Regions from separate parts of the Mus musculus genome. Here region 2 is linked to region 1. A link is a contact called in public HiChIP or PLAC-seq data. All regions are on one chromosome and are shown on one strand. The core of a region is the stretch at or near the end of the contact, and the rest is flanking DNA. Distances in the headings are between cores, read along the strand shown. Region 1 overlaps Gm30365 (a long non-coding RNA gene). Region 2 has its middle 28 kb from the start of Lacc1.

Region 1 (3,347 bases), core at 60-2,559:
ATAGAATGTCAGAGTCAGGCAGAGAGAAGACTAAACGACCATCAGGAGTGGATCTGAAATGCCTTCCAAAGGTCGTGCGCTGAAGACCTGTCATCCACCAGGCTGATGGGTGGTGGGACCTAGTTTGAGGCTGCTAGGTCATTGGAGTGTGCCCTTAAAGGTGACATCGGGAGGCTGTCTTCTCTTGCTTTCTGGCCACCATGTTATAAGTGCTTTCTTATGCTACATATTTTGTAAAGATCTACCGCCTTGCTACAGGCATAAAACAACCAGTCTACGAAACTGCGCGCTGACACAATGAGCCCCCAAAGAAGCCTTTCCTGCTTTCTCTGGAGTTTTATCACAGCAACAGAGAATGCATACAATAGCTGCAGTGGTTGGTCTTGATTGTCAGTTTGGTGGGATTTAGCATCACCATGGGAACAGTTGGGCATGTATCATGATTAGCCCGAGTGAGATCTGATGTTAAATGTGGAGATACTGTTTCTTGTCCTGCAGTCCCTGGTTGAAATAAAGAAGAAAGCGATCTGAGCACAGACATTCACTGCTCTTGTTTCCTGACTGTGGATACAATAGGAAGAGTCTCCCATTCCTTCTGCTGCCATGCCTCCAACAGGGTGATGGAAAAAGCACAAAATAAACCCTTCTAAAAGTTACTTTTTGTAGATACTTTGTCACAGCAGCAAGAGGAGTAACTAATACAATAGGCAGAAGTGCTTACTGGTGTTAAAGATGAAGCGCAATGTGGCAGTGTGGGACTGGATAAAGGTTACATATAAGATGTATTCAATGTATGAAGCTACACAGCAGATGTGAAATCTTTGGAACTTGGTGACGTCTACATGTGACTGAATGTAAGAGTCACCAAAGATTCCCCCCACTCCCTCCCGCACGCCCCAAGTTCCTTCTCTGTACATTGGGCTCTGAAACAGGAAACAGACCACGATTGGGAGGAAAACAAATGCTTCATTTGCAGGCACACCGAGCTACCTTGTTTTTTTTTTTTTTTTTTTTTTTTTTTTGTGAGAGATTAAATAGGACATCTTCTCTTCATAGCTTTTGGCTTGTTTCTTCTACCGCTTTTACCCTCTGCACTCTAGCATCTCAGAATTGCAACTGTCAGCACTGACTGTGGACGTTCATCATGTCATCACATCAAAATATTGATGCTTGCCTAAACCTAGTCCTCCCAGGGTGTAATACAAACAGGAGAGAAGATGGAAAAATGTGTTGACATCCCCAGGAGTGTTTGCAGGAAGCTGGACACTGATCCCAGCCAGAGTCCAAATGTGTCAGGAACTTTCCTGGCTCAGGTTTTCAGAGGCCATCTGAGGTGGCAGGATTACTTGTCTGGACCACGCTGTAAACGAATGGGCAGCCAAGTCCAGGAAAATTGCCTCCAAATGCACAGCTTATTTCAGAGACATGCTAATGAAGGAGCCTCCCTTCATTGAAAATTGAAGCTGCTAGGGATATGAATTGGGTGTCTCATGGAAAGAGAGGCCAATCCAGTCTTTAAAAGAAAACATTTCCTGTTAGGGCTTCAAGACCTGTGATGCCATCTACCTGCCCCAGGGTGGTTGGCAGGGGACTTAAAACACAGTGACAGTGACAGCCTGTGAAATGGCAATTCACACCCAGGGGGAAATAATAGTCACGGCTATTCCTCTATTTCTAGGGTTGCAGACCAATAATCTTGAGGCCTGCTATGCTTTCATAATTTAATGGAAGAAAACTGAGTTACAGGTGTTGAGGTCTGATTAGAAATTTGGCTACAGTGTAAGATTTAGATGAAGAATGTAAGGTTGTGTTAAATTCATATCCTTTGAGTTAAACCATTTTACACACTGCAACTCATGGTTACAAAAAGAGTAAACTAAGACTGTTTCTCAAATGCTTAGTGTGAGCCAGTCTCCAGATTCATCCGTTGAAGAGTGGGATAAAAGAGGAGCTGGAGTAGAATCCTGAGTGGCGTTGTTTGATCTGCTTGTTTGTTTTTAAGCGTACACTTTTACTTTGCCACAGGCATCTTCCTACATATGTGTTGTGATACTTTCTCTTTGTTCATCCCCCTTCCCCATTGCTCTCCCCTCCCCCATTTCTCTCCCTCATCACCCTCCCCATCATCCTCTCCACTGTGCTCTCAGTCCTCCCTGCCACTCGTGCTGGTCCTCTGTCCCTTCAAGTAGACCCCATTGTGCTTTTGTCTCACATATTCTCTCTCACCCTCTCTTCCCCCTCCCACCACTTTCTTAATTGCTCTTCCCTCTCTTTTATGGTCTGTAATGCTTGCATGCAGCCTTTGTCTGAGTATGGCTTATTTCACTTAATGCGGTGATCACCAGGCCCATCCATTTCCCTGCAAATGTCATGATTTCATTTTTCTTTCTGGCTGGGTACAATTCCACTGACTATGCACACCATGTTTTCTTTGACCATTCATTTGTTTATGACACAGTTAATATTAGTTCAGTTTTCTTGTCATGGGTCCGTTCAAGTTACTAGTGTATTTTCTTGGCTTAGTTTTGGTAGGTGGATGTGTCTAGGAATCTAGGATCCTTTAATGTTTTTAAAACATTCCTTAAAGATGCTCCAAATGTCATTAGAATCTGTTGCAACATTCCCTTTTCATCTCCCATTTTATGAAATTGGCTACAGGTTTTCCAGTCTTGTTGATTTCTTCTAAAGAAAAAAAAAAACCCTTTTGTTTGGCTGATGCTATACATTGCCTGTTTAGTTTCTATTTCAGTCATTTCTGCCCTTATCTTTTAAGATTAGCTTTATATCCATAGGTGTTTTACTTGCAACTCTGTTTATATACTACATGTGTGTCTGGTGACCATGGAGGCCACAAAAGGATGTTGGATCTCCTATAACTAGAGTTACAGTTGCTTGTGAGCTGTCATGGATGCTAAGAACTGAACCTGGGTTGTCTGGAAGAGAAACCAGGGCTCTTAACTCCTGAGCCATCTGTCTGTTCCTTCCATCTGTCTGTTCCTTCCATCTGTCTGTTCCTTCTTTCCATTAGCTGCTTTGGATTTGGCTCCTCTTTGTTTTTCTAATTTTCTAACAATCTCTCTCTCTCTCTCTCTCTCTCTCTCTCTCTCTCTCTCTTTCCTGTGTGTGTGTGTGTCCACTCAGGACTGTAAATTTCTCTCTTAGCAATCAATACCGTAGCATTATCCCAAGGGCTCTTGTAAATTGTGCTTCTATTTTCATTTGGTTCTAGGGACTTTTGAGTTTCCTCCATGATTTTGCCAATGGCCCCCTTGTTATTCTTATTGGGCTGCCTTCAAGTCTTTGTCGAGTTTCTGTCACCTGTCTTGTTGATTTTGAGTTTCAATATG
Region 2 (3,225 bases), core at 373-2,872, 180 kb after region 1:
TTGTAGAGTTTATATTGAAACCTTTACAATGACTGAGGAACTCCCCTGTGAGAAAAGCTTTAAAAGGTACACGAAATAAGCCACAGAAATTTCATGTTGGGAAGACTGTGGGAAAAGAAAGAAGAAACCCGTGGGAAAGAAACAGCCTTGGGACTTTTTAGGATGAATGCTCAATAATGCATCATTTATTGATGCCTTCCATATATATATGTGAAGCTGATTGGCATACATAAGATAAAAATGCTCCCAAAATAAATTTAGCTTCTCATATCACCAATATAATCTTCCTAGCTGCTGTATCCTCTGTCCTAATGAATGAGATCACCACCCACTCATCCAGTGACCTTAGCCAGGAACCTGGTGGCCACCCAGCCATTTACCTCAATCAGACTTGATTCTTTGCTGACTTACAAGTGCTATTCTGCCCTTTCCTTACTTTGTTTTAGGTCTAAATATCCCCGCCACCCATCCAGGCTCTGTGGTCATTCCAATGTGGTTTCCATGCGGTAGATCTTACTCCCCTCTCATGAATCTCTATAAAACCATGGGGGCATCTTTCTGAAATGCAAGTCTATCTTTCTTATTATTCTTTCTAGACCTTACAACAATGCCCAAAAGATAAAGTCCTAACTTCTTTGCATGTCGTTCAGCCACCCCCATAATGTGGTCTCTTGCCCCTTTATTTTAATATCATTTCTAACCACTGCCCTATACACCTAAATAACAGTGTCGGGCTTTGAAAGATCACGCCATTTCCCCTCAACCCACCTCTATGATCATTTCAACTGTTTGAATTACCTTCAGACTCAACCTCAGGACCAATGTTTTCGTGACTTCCTCTGCAAGAAGCACATGAGTCCCTACTGTGCCTAGCCATTGCCTGTAACAGAGCAGAGCTCCATGTTGTGACAAGGCTTTTTCTACTAGGAGGGAAGAGATAGAGTCTGGTGTAAGAGTGGCTGTGTGTGTGTGTGTATGTATATATGTGTGTATATATGTGTGTATATATGTGTGTATATATAGTGCATATATATATATAGTACATATATATTTTGTGCATATATATATTTATTGTGTGTGTGTATATATGTGTGTGTGTATGTATGTATATATATATATATATATATATATATATATATATATATATATATATTGCATACAATACCTCCAACCCTGAACCATAAAAGTAACTCCTATTTGCAGAGCATGGGTGAGGTGAAAGAAGGGTCTCAAATAAAAAAAAAATTCACAAGCAGTGACTCAGACTTGGAAAGTTGCATTCAGTTTAAAGTTTTTTTTTTTTTTTTTTTTTTTCTTGGTACATCTGAATCAGAGGTTTTGCGAAAGGAGCAAAGAAGTAGGGGGCGGGGGGGGCGGGGGAGCCGGTCAGAACAGGCAGTATCTCTCAATAAATAAAAGATCAGATGTAACAAAAATAACTCAAAGACTTCTGCTTGGGAACCTGAAAGATCGCTGGTGTCTTGATAGGAAATTATAAAGCTCAATTGTACATTCAGACCTGTTCCTGTCATCTGAACTTGAAGCAGTGACTAAGAGGAAGAGCTGGCTAATTACCTGCAAGTCCTTTAGGAGTGTCCTTGCCAATCAGAGTGCTTCTGCCACCTGGTGGCAGTCTACCCAATGTTTTATTCAACTGCTAAGCATGGCTCCTTCTCATTCAACACAACGCTCCCCCACCCCCCACGCCCCATGACATCATGCAAACCAAGAGGGTCAAATCTCTGTGTTCAGTTTAAGGGCACCATGAGACACCTACATCCTCAATGATGTGCATTTTCTAAAATCAGCACCCAGTATCTACAAGGTATCATAAAAAAAAAAGTAATTTGTGTTATTTTGTCACTACAGTCATGAAACTAAGTAGTATTGGGGCTGGACCCAGGGCTGGCACCCCCCCCCCCAACTCCCAAAGTTCTGGACTTTTGTTATGCATACTTAGACATGAAGAAAATGAAGGGGTCCTTAAGATTTGCATGCAGATTCTCTGGTTATGAACACAGCCAGGTAAATAAAGCGCCCAAGTTGGGTCATGCTGGAGTAAACTGTGTGGGCCTCGGTGTCACTGAAACGATTCTCCACTGAAAAGGACACACCTGTTCTTAAATCTGAAGAGACACCATAAGAGATTTAAAAAATATTTCTAATCCAAGGCCCTGCTTTCAATAGACACTCAACGTTTTTAAAAATTGAATCATGGTGATGCATTAAAAAGTATCAGGTAATCCTAGTAAATAAAGTGATTTATAGCTCTGTAGTTCAAAAGGAATAAGGATGGGATTATATCAAAGATGCGTGGGAATCCGTCTACAGAAGCTCCAAATGGCTCTTTGGGGCCACAAAAATAAACCAATATGTCTATAACCCAACAATACCTACTCAAAAGACCATGTTCTATAAATGATGAGATAAATAGTAAACGTCCCAGATAGGGTTTCACACGATTTGTGCGGATTCCACACCCCTCGCTGAGATTGAGCACAACTCAGTGCATTGTACATTAAACCATGGAGGAAGAGTTGATGAAGCCAAATTGAGAGATACTCAACAAAATACCTGACTAACACAGCTCAATGCTGCGGTGATCACGCAACATCCTGGAATCATAAAACTGTTACAGCTAAGATCAACACAAGGAGTTCTGATTAGATGCAGTGGGGGATCCTAGATGGGGTCCCCAAAGAAAAGGCTGAAATATTAGGTCATCAAAAAAAAAGACATTAGGTGAAAAGAAATTTAATTTTACTGAAGTATGGATTTTATTTGATAATAGTGTATTAACACCAGTTCATTAATTTCAAGAAGTAAATCAAACTAATGTAAGATGTTCAGAGACACTAGGAGTGGGGTTAATATGACTCGTTCTATTATCTTTGCAATTTTCGGTAAAAGTGAAAGCTATTCTGAATAATGTTTTAAGAAAATGAGCCAGATCTCCCATTATAATCAGCAATAACCAGTGCCATGTGGTGAATCAAAGAAACACCAAAATATTATTAAATGACTCTTGGGAAATTAGATAGCAAACCATACAGGAGAAACAAGAAACATTCACTTGAGAAGTGAGAAAGATAAAACATGATTTAAGAGTAAATATTATTTTTATTAAGTAAAACATAGGAAAAATCCACAAACAACCAAAAGAGAAAAATATGCACTTTGATAATTCCATGTTTATAGTGTTTTGAGTTAAGCTGTTCTCAGACT

Evidence for each region. HiChIP or PLAC-seq counts read pairs in DNA pulled down with a chosen protein or histone mark.
Region 2: a contact with region 1 is called in an H3K27ac HiChIP or PLAC-seq map of embryonic stem cells, with 7 read pairs. The contact joins two enhancer-like sites. A contact is called at or near these places in 1 of 39 promoter capture datasets (the 3T3-L1 cell line), 25 of 484 Hi-C or Micro-C datasets (3T3-L1-derived adipocytes, the AML12 cell line, LSK cells and 9 more), 8 of 115 datasets of contacts at active chromatin or transcription factors (the NIH/3T3 cell line, astrocytes, a beta-TC-6 cell line and 4 more) and 1 of 9 other capture datasets (embryonic stem cells).

The regions. Positions count from the first base shown.
Region 1 is chr14:76,827,767-76,831,113 of GRCm38.p6, forward strand. Gm30365 (a long non-coding RNA gene) reads right to left here. Exons shown (of 3, transcript XR_383623.4): 3 at 1-3,347. Among named protein-coding and RNA genes, the nearest start is that of Gm30365, 8.3 kb to the right of the region's middle. Within about 2 kb of position 1,310, at least 7 of the 459 cell types and tissues checked have an H3K27ac peak or open chromatin away from gene starts, as enhancers often do.
Region 2 is chr14:77,006,824-77,010,048 of GRCm38.p6, forward strand. No RefSeq gene overlaps it. Among named protein-coding and RNA genes, the nearest start is that of Lacc1, 28 kb to the right of the region's middle. Within about 2 kb of position 1,623, at least 11 of the 459 cell types and tissues checked have an H3K27ac peak or open chromatin away from gene starts, as enhancers often do.